2 separate regions of the Mus musculus genome follow, and region 1 is linked to region 2. A link is a contact called in public Hi-C data. All regions are on one chromosome and are shown on one strand. The core of a region is the stretch at or near the end of the contact, and the rest is flanking DNA. Distances in the headings are between cores, read along the strand shown.

Region 1 (6,570 bases), core at 3,658-6,157, 340 kb after region 2:
ACACACACACACACACACACACACACACGTCTCCAAGTTCAGGGCTTTACCATGTCACTACAAGAACCAAAAGGAAGGAACAAAGAGAGCAGCATGCAATACATGCAGACTGTAGCATGATACCCAGGCCACAGAAGGTAAGTACTCAATGTACTAAGTAAGTACTCAATGTACTAAGTAAGTACTCAATGTACTAAGTAAGTACTCAATGTACTAAGTAAGTACTCAATGTACTAAGTAAGTACTCAATGTACTTGGTCGGACATCTTCTTAGACACAATTCCAGTGAAGGCAAACAGGGCTGTATCTGCTTAGCTTTCATTTCAAGGGAGCTCTACAGGAGGGAAAACAGCAACCCAAGAGAAAACTCCAGCCTGACATTCACCTTCATTACACTCCCCCTAAATCTTTAATGCCTTGAAAACTACCCAATGAAGTTCTCACTAAAGAGATATTGGCCACTAAATTATTCTGTATTAGCAGCAAGGAAGATCAGGAATTCTTCCTTTGGAGATTTATTATAAATAGTATATGACTAACATCTACAGTATATTAGAACCACCTGCCCAAAAGCCAGAAGAGGGCTTCTAGGGCTCTTAAGGGAAATCCCAGTGCAATGAGCCTATCCAAGTTATTTTACTAGCAGGGCTGTGTAAGATTAATCATCTTTGTGAATTCTTAATTGCTGTGGTCAGAAGCTCCCCGGAGGATGCTCGCATCATGGTCGAGTCCCACCTCTGTCCCTACTCTCCCATGCCAAAGGGGAGGTGGGACTTGCACTTTAGTTCTTACAAGAAATAACTGTGGGGTTTTTTGGGGTTTTTTGTTTGTTTGTTTGTTTTGGGTTTTTTCCCAAATAAGTGCTGGAGACACAAAGATGACGAAAGGGACTCAAAATCTACTTCAAAGAAAGACCATTTCTTGTTCAAAGAAAAAGGTGCAGACAGTATTTCTTTAGAAGCACTGGAAAAAAAAATAGCAGTTGCTGTTTCAAAAAACAACAAAAAACAAACAAACAAACAAAACCACATAAGCACCAGGAGTAATTGCCCTCTTGTTGAGCAGATATAAAGTCCGAGGAGAGAGCTGTTGGTTACAGTAATCACCCCTCATCAAGGAAACTTCTCTTTGCAACATACAAAGGCCATTAAAGAAATCCACAACCATTGGAAATGCAGAGTTGTGGAGTGAGTCCAATCCCAGTGTATGCATCTACCATACAACCCTGGGGTCCAAGGTTGGGGATCATAGTGGGAAAAGTTGGAGAAAGATTTTAAGAGCCAGAGGATCAGGGATTTTGCTTTCAGATTGTGTTTCCGAGTAATATCAAGACTTCAACCATAACATCTCACCAATGTGGCCAACGTGTGATCTGAACCAGGGCAACAGCAGGAGGCATGGCAGACTAGACAGGGAAAGCCCAGAAGACTCAGCCCTACACAAAGAAGTACAGGCAACTAAGGGAGGCTAAGAAGAGGTGGGAGAGGGAGTAGTCTTGCCCAGTGTGATGGTTTGAATGAGAACAGTCCCCATAGACTCATATGCTTGAATGCTTAATCCCTAGTTAGTGGAATTATTTTGGAAGAATTAGGAGGTGTGGCCTTGTTCAAGAGTTATGTCACTAGGAGTGAGCTTTAAGGTTATAAAAGCCCACACTAAGCCCAGCCTCTCTCCTCTTCCCGTCCCCCTTCCCCTCCCCCTTTCCCTCTCCCTCTCCTCCCTCTCGCCTAAAACTTACAAGTCATATGTGAGCCCTCAGCTACAGCTACAGCACCATGTTCACAAGTCTGATACCATACTCCCTGTCAATATGAGAATCTACTAACCCTCTGAAACTGGGAGTCCCCAAGCCGCCGCCCCCCCAGTTAAATACCTTATTTTATAAGTTGCCCTGGTAGTGGTGTCTCCTCATAGCAATAGAACAGTTACTAAGACACCCAGAGGAAACCACACCAATTGTTTATCAATATGCAATGGTCAGCCTTGAAAATATATGCATACAAGTTACATTATGTAGATTGAGTAGATTATATTTAGGAAAATACATGTACGTACATATATGTGCATGTAACAGCAATGAATGGGAGGTGGGAAGGCCATGAATATGAAAGGGAGTAGGGCATGGTATATGGAAGGGTTGGAGGAAGGAAAAGGAAATATTACAATCTCAAGAAAAGAAAGAAGTAATGTTTTTAAGGTAAGAGGCCAAAATGTCATAAGAAGCACTCAGTAAACAGAAGTGTCGGCACCAATACAAGCACCTTACGTGAGTTTACACATCAATTCCTCATACTAACTCTTGGAGATAAATATACTTACTATTCCCCCATTTTACAGGTGAGAAAATTTAGGCACAGAGAAGCAAAGTGACTTTCCCAAAGCCACACAGCAGGTCTTTGGAGTCCACTTGTTAACTATGGTTCCTCCCTGCCTCGGTCAGTTCCCCTGTACCTTTCTGTGATACCACCACAACTATTTAGCCTAATAACTACAGACTAAGCTATTAGAGGTTCAGTGATTCTGTGTTGAACTATGAGTCATTAGGAGTTAATAAAACTGCATTTAACATCCAAAAGGGTTGCATTTATAAACTGTTTTCATTTTTCCTATAAAAGCCCGCATATTCTCAGAGCATGAATATAGGAGATTACCCAGAAGCCATCTTGTCTCTGACCATGTGCCGTCTTCACGTGCGTCCTTGCTTCTCCTCCACACAGGCATGAAAGGTGACATTAACCTCCACTGCTTACCACACGGGTCACAGCACTCTGCAGAGAAAGTGACAGCTTTCACAGGAACACTGAAGTCACTTCTATGCTGTCCATCACTCTCAGATTTCCTCAGCAGAGTCCCCGGTGCACAGGTTGATTTGCTCAGTGTGGTCCCTAGCAGAAGAGGAAACTGAGAACTCGTACAAGGCTCTGCAGACGATGTGATTACATAAAGATATAAGAAAGGATATAAGACTCATGCCTTGTTTATGCCGGTGGCTGCTTATCAGACTGAGGGCTGGGTGTGCAATCCTGATGAGCTGGCTCTGTTACCCCATCCTGTGGCCCCCCTCACAATCTGGCTCCTTAGGCATGGAAGGTACTGTGGTGGGGAACCCATAGCGGGTGACCTAGACACAAGCAGGAGCAGAGTTGCTGAGGATGTAGGAGTTCTTTCTGCCAGCTGTGGAAACCACAAAACAAGAATGGTCGCAAGCTCTTCCAGAAGTAGAACAATGGAGGATGCAGAGAACTCAGCCTCTGAACCTTGCAGCAGAGAATTTGCCCTGCTTTGTATCTCCTTGGCTCCGTGGTAGGTGGACGTGGGGAGCTGAGAAATTACTTAGAAAAGGTGGCCTCTTTGGTTGCAGGACAGAAAAATCAAGCTGGAATGGACTAGGAAAATTCCTCCCCTCTAGTTAACTTCCACAGCACTGGAAGGTGCTCTATAGATATTGAGGGAGAAAGTCATCAATGGACTCACCCATCAGTGGACCCTGCATAGCACAATACCAACCTGCCAGATAAGATGTGCCCACTGGTGTAGTAGTGGCGTGAGTATTAGAGGAGTAACCAACCACTTCAGCTTGGCTTTGGACCCTGTCTCATAGGAGAGAATTCATTCCTGGTATCTATAAACTTGTCAAAAGCCCATGGTTTGGGAGTTCATAGACCTTAAGAGAAAACCTGCCAGCTTTTTTTTTTTCTAATTGGGCATGCTGTCAAATTGATTTCTAGATATTTGTGTCTATAGCCATATATTAGTGTTTCTCTCAACCTGGGTCAGAGATGCAGTGGACATCAGTCAATACAGAGACTGAGAATAAGTGACTATCGAGCACTCACCCTTAAGTCGATCAATCATATCAATCTCTCCAGGGTTCAGAGAACAACAGGGAAGAGAGAGCAAAAAGAATGTGAAAGCCAGAGAGTGGGAGGGTCCTGTGAGATGCTGTCTGCTGGACTGCAGGATAACTGTCATCAACTCCCAGCAACTCTGGTTACCTGAGCAAGATCAAATCACTCCACACCCCAGCAGACATGGAAGAAGGGCTAGAGAAACCTTGCCCCAACACAGGAGCTATTAGCAGTTGACAAGCCACACTAAGGTGTGGCTGCTGACAGGTTGCCCATGCTCCTGAGAATGACCTCACTCGTGCACCCAGGGGTAATCCTAACTGGACTCAGTAGGTTATAAAATGAATGGAAAGGACATAAAGGTAGGAAGAGGACATGCTTGGAGCTCTGGGGAGAATGGAAGGAGGAGTTAAGAGTGGAAATAATCAAGATACATTGGATTGGGGGTGTGGTAGCACATGCCTTTAATCCCAGCACTGGGGATGGAGACAGAGGCAGGCAGAGTTCAAAGTCAGCCTAGTTTCCACAGTGAGTTCCAGACAAGTCAAAGCTACATGAGACCCTATTTTTAAAAAAATGGGGGGGGGGAATGCCTTAAAAAGGTATCCTTAACAGTAACTGATCAAAATAGAAGATAAGATAGGGAAAAGTATCATAGAATAGACATGAACCCAAGCCAGGTTTACATGTTGACAGCAAATCTAAGTGAAATTCCTAATTTCCAAAGGAGGAAGATTGATGCTACAATGAGGTGAAGCCAGGGAAATAACAGGTTTTAAACCTTAACCCAGGGGCTCAGCTGATGACAAGCAGGCATCGGGAAGGTTCAGATGACCTAAATTGGAGTGGGAGGGCACAGGCTTCTCTATCTGTCCTCTCTTCATGGTGGCATGCCCACAGATCTCATAGGAGTCGGAGTGCATAGATTGGGGGCAGTTCATGATCCTTTGTCTCATAATGTTTGATCTGAGAAGCTTTTATGATACTTTACAGTACATAGTAGTTAAGTTGGACAAATATTATGACCACAGTAAAACACATTCTTATCACTGGAACATAAATCAGTAATTGCTACATTGTGAGGGAGTTCCCCCAAGTCCAGGGACACTGCTCAAAGCAATGAGGGAGGGGGGGGTTGTTTAAAGGAGAAACCAAAGAGCATCAACTCTCAGTTGAAAGCAAAACACCACAAAACCAAAACCTGTTCCCTCCAGGGCTGCAGTGATGCTTTGCAAAGCTCTCAGAAAAAGCTTTTCTCCCTAAGCCAACACACACACACACACACACACACACACACACACACACACACACACACAATGCCACCTAAATAAGCCTATTAAAAAGGACTCCAGTGGAGACACTGATTTGCCATAAACTGCAAAATGCTTCGGAGCTCAGCAGAGACTGGCTCCTGTCACACACAGCCTGGCAGTGGCCCAGCTCCACACCAGTGCACACTTTTCCAATTACAAGCTGAAGATTCCTACGGGGACTCAGGACTCTTGTTTCAGTCTTCCAGTGCAGGAGAAATTCTTCATGGAAGAAAGTGCCCATGGCTCAAGTTCTTCAAGCTCTGTAAAAGAGAGACCTACAGTTCCCACAACAGGGAAGATTCTCTTCTGTTTTCCTGGTTTTTTTTTTTTTTCACATCTTAAATTCTGCAAATTCTTGAAGCAATGGAATGAAAGTTGAATCCCCTAATGATGTGATAGGCACTCCTTATTTATTGACTGTTTGGAACAGCAAAGTCTAAACATTTGAGGCCAGGCGAAGTGTTCACATTCTGTTCTTTCCACAGCTTAGGGGTGAATACATAAAACCGCTGAAGGCAATTGAAGAACTTTAAAGGAAACCGGCCACAGGTGGGGGTGCTCTTGATTAAAGACAGACAAAGTCATGTATTAAAAGTGGCTAGCTCAGGCTGAGTGCACCTACCAGTAATCGCAGAACTCAGGGGCTGAGACAAAAAGATCATGAACTCAAGCCCAGGCTGGGCTATATAACAAGACCATATCTCAAAGAAAAAAAAAAATATATATATATTCTTTTTTTTAACTCTCATTTTTAAAGGATGACTTAAGACTGGGCCAAACTGGAGGTGATTTTTTTAATGTTCAAGAACATCAGTTACCCTCAAAGTTTATTTTTCATTTATTTTCTAAGTCCTCTTTAGTGAAAAATTGGTACATGTGAACACTTGGCCTGTGCCAGCCACGGCATTAAGAGCTCACTCAGGTACTCGATTTTATCGCCTGTCTTCTAAGTAAAGAAACATAGCTTCAGATGGTATCATACAGATGCCCAGTGTCAGCCAGCTAATAAGAGGTAGTTGAAGGACTTGCAATCTGGGAGTTTACTGCTATGGCGAGGGGCTACCTTGGAAAGCAGCAGCAGGAGATGCCTTTCTGCAGGGCCTCTCTCCACTTTGCTACTGAGTCAAGACAAACCACAAGTTAGTTAGACTCATGAGCATTGGCCACGTATGTACCTCAGCGCCTGCGCCATTGTAATTATCCCTCTCAATTACAGAAGGCATGGATAAGGAGGGCACAGGGGGCACCATGTTTGTCCTTGGCAATGGTAACTTGTTCTGCTCTGGCTAGGCAAGCCATGCCCTGACATTAGCTAATGCAGAGAGCTTTCCAGGTCTTCGGAAACGGAAGTTATTGTTGACTTTCTCAAAAGGCCCATCAAGAGCCATCTGGAAGGATCGTGTTTATTT
Region 2 (6,917 bases), core at 2,806-5,305:
AGTCTGTACTCTCTGGAAGGTGGCTACTGATCACACTTGTTTTCTTAGATACTTAATTGCCAAAACTTAGTCCAGGCCTGGCACAGGGTAACTACTTAAGGAATATTCATTCAGTAAATGAATGAACAATGATAAAAAAAAATCCTACTCTGTGTTGGAGGAGGCAGTGATATGACCCTATTTAACTCCTGCCTTTTGTTATGATGTTCAGAAATATTTTTCATGATGAATCTGTACTTATAAAAAAGTGGAATATGAAGCTTCTAATAGTGTGTGTGTATGCAAGTGTGTGTGTGTGTGTGCATGTGTGTGTGTGTGTTCAATTGCCTGGTTGTTTCACAATGTGGTGCACTAGAACAGATGCACAAATCCTTTTGGAGAGAAATGAGAAACACACGCGTGCGCGTGCGTGTGTGTGTGTGCGCGCGCGTGCATACACACACACACACACACACATAGCCCTCTTTGCATTCTAATGCCAAATCACTCTTCCTGTAGTGAACACCACCTCCAAACACTAATGGGTCTAAGAGACTTTGGGGACACTATTCTTAATGCGCTGCTTCCTTCTGGTCTTGTTAGTCCCTAAAGCCATCTGTAAGGAGTTATTGTATTTGGCTTTCTTAAGCCATATTTCTTAAGCACGGACATTTAATTAGTGCTTGTTAAGATGTTTCCAGTGCCTTGGCCACGTCTCTCGCCCCTGCTGTTTCTTCCTGGTCAGCATATTCTCTGAAAGTGTCGTTTCCAGGAAAGGGCATCAGAGCCTTCTGTTTGGAGACTTGTTACATGTGTCCCTGTGAAGCAATGTCTGAGAAGGGAACTGGAGGGAGCAGAGAGTCCAAGCGGCTGCACAGGAAGGACCCTGTGTTCACGGCAGCCACTTTGAGAGGGCTGCTGGCTATGATATTTCCTAGAGAAATCTGAGACCTCCAATGGGTTTGGAACTATTAGATACAAGGCCCTACACAGGGATATCACAAAAAGGAGATGTATTTGAAATATTAAGACTAAGCACCACTCTAAAAACTTCATTTATAAGAAGATGCCTAAGAGAACATAAATGTTAGTTACTTGAAAAGGTGTTGGTAGAAACTGAGAAATAGTTCACAGGCACTAAGAAAGCTTATGAAATCTCACTAACAGACTAAACACATCAAATCTAGTTTTATTTCGACAAATATCTAATTCTATAAATTGAATTTATTAAAATTTCAAATGGTTTCAGAGGAGACATGTGCTGAGTTTCTTCCCGATTTCTAATGCATATGTAGGCTAGGCTGGCTGGGTATTTCTGTGAACTCACAGATCACAAACACTTGTCAAATACAAAGGAAAAGCATTTCAAGAAAATGTGGTAGCTGCAAAAATGAAGGAATGAAGGAATGTGGGCCTAGAGAGGATAAGAAGTTATATACATTGTATACATTCGCATACATTTACTTACTTATATTTTCATACAGTCACATATATACACATGTTTTAGCAAGAACACTTTCCATTTCCTAATGTTCATAAATAAAGAAATACAGCTTCATATTGAGTGTTGCTTTCATCATAATTAAATTTCCTTTACATTTGAATCTTAATATCTTCTTTTAGGATACTCTTTGATTAAGAAAGAAGAACAGTGCAGGTAGTAGAGAGTCAAGTGATAGCATCTCCATATTCCACAGCAAGGGGGTTTCTGTTGGAACCCCGCTTGCCTCCATAATCTAAACACTTAAGCGTATTAAGGTTCCAGAGATGGATTGATGTTTGGCACTGGGTGTCAAAACATTTCCTGCTGGGCCCTCAACCACTAACAAGCTTGCTGGTGAGGAGGCGGGGCGGGGCGGCTGATGGAGGAGGTGGAGAGAAGGAACTTTGTTGCAAATCCTGACATCTGAAGTCTTTATCAGTCCAGGCAACTTTTTTGGTTCACGCTGATGATACCATCATCGATCTGTCTGTCACGTCTTGGACTCACTGCTCAGTTGTAAATGTCTCCAGGCCATGGGCACTCTTACAGGGTAGTAGCATCCACCCCGCCAGACATCTGGATGTCAGTTATAATTGCCTCCCTGCTCCCAAAGTTGTTGCCAGATAGATACTCTCGATCCCCTTTGAACACACTGCGCTGACGCACCCAGGCTTTGGGCCATTGATGTGACAGACAGTCAGTTCCTGGCTTTGGCATATTTGGGGAAGATTTATGAAATGAAGATGGGGGTCCCCATTTCTGCTGGAGGGGTGGCTGTTTTCGTCAGCCCCGAGTTTAATGGTACAGCGGTTTCCTCTGATGCCTGTAGAGCTCACCCTTTGAACACGAAGAGAAAGAATACATTCACAAATTACTTTCACGGTGTTGCCATGTTTACTGTTTCCTGTTGTCTTTGCCTGAAAGTGTTCAAACCAAAATTAGTGCTGAGGGGAAGAACCTTTGAGCCAGGGGATGAAAGGAGCTGATTTTTTTTTTCTCTCGTGCAGGTTCCTGTGTCCCTTTGATTTAGGCACCGCGGACCTTAGACAGGATATGGCACCAATTAAGAACACGAAACTTAATTTTTGGACTACATAATCACATGATCCTTCTTGTGGTGTCTGACTGGGGGCCGCTGACACGGCTTTACTGCTCAGCTGCAGTCCTGAATGGTTTGGGCTGGCTTTGTTTGAGAGCCACAGGGCAAATAATACTGGGCCACATAGAGGCCTAGCAAATAGCTACAATGTAGAATAGGTTTTATATGATGACTGGTCGCTCAAGGCCGGAAACTTAGGCACACTCACTCCGTGAGTTCCAGATCTACGCTTCAAGATTGGAGGCAGATACTGCTTTTAAGATTTACATTTCAGAATAAATCCATTAATGTGATCTCAAAATGTAAGAACAGAACAAATGACTGCTAACTGCTTCTTCTTAGCTTTAAATCACATCTCTCTTGAGAGCTTTAGTGTTCACTGACAAGTCAGCTTTAGATAGTATCACAAAATAATGCATCTATGCTCAAAGAGATGAGAAAACAGTATATCAGGTAACATATTTAAATCATAAAATTACACGCTGATGTCTGCTTTGAGTGCCAAGAAGGAAAACAAAGGCTCACAAATACAGGCAGTTGGGTCAACCTTCTATCTTTTCACGCTGACACTGTGTTTGACTCTAGCTAATGGTTCCGTGAAAAAGGTATTAGTGTTTTCAGATCAGCCCCTGGTGGTCTACAGCACACATTACGTAACCTGCTGGTGGGTCTAACAGGGCTATTTCTCATCTGTAGACAGTAGCCTTTTATAATTCTGTCTGGATGTGGGCTTTTTTCTTTAAACTTTAACCTGTTTATGACGCACTTGAAAACAGTGAAAATGTTTATGGAGAGAAGTCAAATTAAATTTTGTGGGACGCTCTAGGAGGTTCATAGGTCTAAATTTGATCCTACCACCACTCGGTGACAAGCTGAAGTCATTACGCTAGAAACAACAACAACAACAACAACAACAAAGTCACTCGTGACTTCTGCTCTCAGTGGAAAATTAGCCAAGGCTGCAGCTTTTCCAGCCAAGACCCAGTCTCATTTCCCATGTGCAGTTGGTTAGCTCCTTGCCATATCCCCAAGGATTCTGTGTGAGACTGAAATGCTGCAGAAAAAAAAAAAATGAGAATTTCCACACTTAAAAAGAGCCACGGCAGCATTTGTAAGCTCTGATAAATAAGAAGAAATGAAGAGAAGGTTGGTTTTGCTTTCTTCCCTTCTAGCTAAAAAAAAAAAAAAAAAAAAAAAAAAAAAAAAAAAAAAAGGAAAGAAAGAAAGAAAGAAAGAAAGAAAGAAGGCATGAATGAGCAGGAGATTCCAAGGTTAAAATTGAGCAAAGGTTTGCTTTTGCTTTTTAGAGGATGTTAGGAAACAAAACAGAACAACAACAACAACAACAACAAAATAAAACAAACAACCCCGGCCAAGTGTTTACAGTTTCTCAACTCCAATTTGGAAGCAGTGAATGCTGAATTGGATGAAGCCATTGAGGTCAAATTCATCACCGGCTCTGTGAACATTTAGTTCCAGGAAGTGTGCTTCAGAGTCAGGTTTGTTTTCACTCTCAGCCGGAGTGTTTATTCTTGACTGGAGCGACCCATCACTCCCTCACACATTCATAGCGGATTCGGCTTCGGGCTTCGCGCACCCTCCCACCCACCCACCCACAAACAGGAACACAGTCGGTCAGAACATTTAAACAAAACAAACCCGTTTACGCCACTGCCTAGCAGCCTTTGAAAATAGCAGCCTGATTCTGAGATTGAAGAATAGAATCCTCTCCAGGGCAGATCTGGTGGGCACAGTGCATTAACTGCCTGTGCCACCATTTTCTTGTGTGCTAGCGGACCGAAGATGGTGAGGCTGCATCTGTTGTATAAGGGCTCATGCATTGAACTTCCCCGTTACAGAACCAGTTTGTACACCAGCAGGAGAGCCAAATTTCTCAGGCCACGGGGGCGCTCAAACAAAGCACACACGCACAGATCTTCTACTCACTGCTTAGCAGATGCGTGAGCAAAATTCAAAGGTGTTGAGCACAAGGAAAGCAAAATTCCTGTAGGGAAAAAAAAATTTTTTTTAATGCAATGGAAACGGCGCGTCAGTGAGAAATGGAGCTCTATGACGATACCAAATGAGTCTGTCATTAATAGACCTTCCTGCCTCGTGGTTCATAATCGCCCTTAAGAAACGGACCCAAGGCAGAGGTGGCACAGAGTATTTCATTGTGAATAAGCAACCTTTCCAGGGCAAGGTTGGCCATTGGAAGCTAGCTCAGGTAAACTCATTCCACAGTCCTTTCCACAAGCGAATTGAGGTTCTGATTTAAAACAATATATCATTGCCTTTTGTTTATGTTTTGATTAATTTCTTTAAAATACCATTATGAGATAATGTACCTTCGTCAATAGCATTTAGCTCAGATTAACTGTTTTAACAGGACCAAAGCCATGATGGTCTCAGACTGCCCCTAACTAGATCTTCAATTGAAGAGAAAAGAACTTGACTGGAAGAAGAGCTGACTCTCTCCTACTGACAGCTGCTCCACCACTCTCTTTTGTCTAAGGAAAAACATTTTCTTTTCTATGAGGTTTAGGCTTTTAAGACAGGAAAAAAAATCTAAAGCAGAAATTTGATTTTTTTTTCCTTTTGAGTGCAGGTGCCAAACATCTACAAGTATAAAATGATAGCGCTGTGTAAAGCAGACTTGCTGGGACACTGTTTATGGCACACACAACAGCTATTTGGATATGGAATTGTAAATAGGAAAATGTGTGATGCTCTTAAATCTAGTAGCAAGAGGAGTCTTGAAGCAAGGTTTATTATACCAATGCTTGAAAAGCTCTAGCTTTTTTTTTTATCTCAGTACGTTAAATTTTTGTGTTTGCAACAGTATTTTAGCTCTGGAGCTATTTATCTGGAAGCATCTTTTGGGGGTGGGGGGAATGGACAGATGTCCATAAACAAAGGGCGCCACCTGGTGGTGAAGAAGCGGTAAGAAATGTTGATTTCCGGATATTGCTTCAAAGACAAACAGATGGAAAGGCTGTCGTGTGTGTGTGTGTGTGTGTGTGTGTGTGTGTGTGTGTGTGTGTGTAAGAAAATGCATTATTCATCAAATTTGGAACTTGGATTCAAACGTAGTTCTAGTTTTCCAGCTAATACTATCTGACATTTATTTCCTATTCAATCCTTCAAAATTTACATTGCAAATATTTTATTCTCAATACATATATCTGAACAGATAAAAATATGACCACAACACATTAAGAACAATCTGAAGCAAAGTGCCCACATCATCTAGGCACCTTACTTTCAAGTTGAATGACCTCCCAGACAAATTTAAACAAAGGATGCATTTGCTGCAATTCGAGGTTGTCTCAGGGTGGCTTTGTGGCTCACCTAGTCGGAGAGCTGCAAAAGGAATGTGGTACACAGCTTAGTCACCACAGGGAAGAAGTGGCTTCAGACCCATGACTAAGAAGCAGGAAAATGTTCATTTGAAAATGTCATCTGTAGCTGAGGCGTTGAGGAATTTAAATCTAAGTATCGCGACTCTTCCGCCGCCTCAAACTCTAAAATTAGTCCAGGAATTACATATATCAGATGCTATGCAAAATGTAAAATAGGTTTGCCATTTATGGCTCTCTACGTAAGGTGTAGATTAAATCTTCAGCCTCCAATAAAATTGTATTTCTGTAATAAAACTGCTGCACCTTGACTCACGACTACATTGAATTCCAAATTAAACACCCCATTTACTGTACTGTAACAAGAAAAAGGGTTTGCTACACTGAACAATATTACAGATAGGGAAAATGTCTTGCATTTCACCTTACCACCAACATAGAGCTCACCTAAACAGGCCCATTCCCCACCCCTTTTATGAAATATAAAACATAGGAAAAAAGGAAATGTGTAGGCTTTGTCTTTCATTGCTAAAATTTATATTCCTTCCTAAATGAGCTAAATCAGCCTAAGTGGTGAGGCCTCAAAACAAGTCAATCAAGTAGGGTATTTACTGCAAAATGTCCTACTACATTTCCCAGATAACTCAGGCTTCTAAGCAGAAACATCTGGTATGCTAAAGGCTAGGTACATTTCCTTATGCATTATATATAATGCAGGCACTTTCCCCATAACATACACGCGCCATTCACTCTGCCATACACACAAGGCTGCAGAATCCACGGACGTCTCAAACTCAGGAATTATGGTCTAGTTAATCTCACTCAACATCGATTTTGAAGACTGAAACCTGATGTTTATTTTAGACAGCCCAATAGGGCAATTTTTCTTGCTACCATCCTGTGACCTAGCCATCACTGACTTCTGACATTTGGAGAGAGGTATCACTAGAAAGAGAAACCACAGATGGTGAGAACAGAGAGCCAGCTAAGCTGAGGC

The links. Hi-C and Micro-C count contacts between places; a contact is called where the count stands out from the background.
Region 1: a contact with region 2 is called in a Hi-C map of uterus, with 7 times the contacts expected there. The contact joins two enhancer-like sites. A contact is called at or near these places in 1 of 39 promoter capture datasets (liver) and 3 of 484 Hi-C or Micro-C datasets (all in uterus).

What each region holds. Positions count from the first base shown.
Region 1 is chr2:75,487,059-75,493,628 of GRCm38.p6, forward strand. All of the region lies in intron 2 of Gm50595, which reads right to left. Among named protein-coding and RNA genes, the nearest start is that of Gm39854, 19 kb to the right of the region's middle. Within about 2 kb of position 4,908, at least 13 of the 459 cell types and tissues checked have an H3K27ac peak or open chromatin away from gene starts, as enhancers often do. A contact at or near this core is called in uterus, where this site is marked.
Region 2 is chr2:75,145,691-75,152,607 of GRCm38.p6, forward strand. All of the region lies in intron 2 of 2600014E21Rik (a long non-coding RNA gene), which reads left to right. Among named protein-coding and RNA genes, the nearest start is that of Gm13652, 11 kb to the left of the region's middle. Within about 2 kb of position 4,056, at least 12 of the 459 cell types and tissues checked have an H3K27ac peak or open chromatin away from gene starts, as enhancers often do. A contact at or near this core is called in uterus, where this site is marked.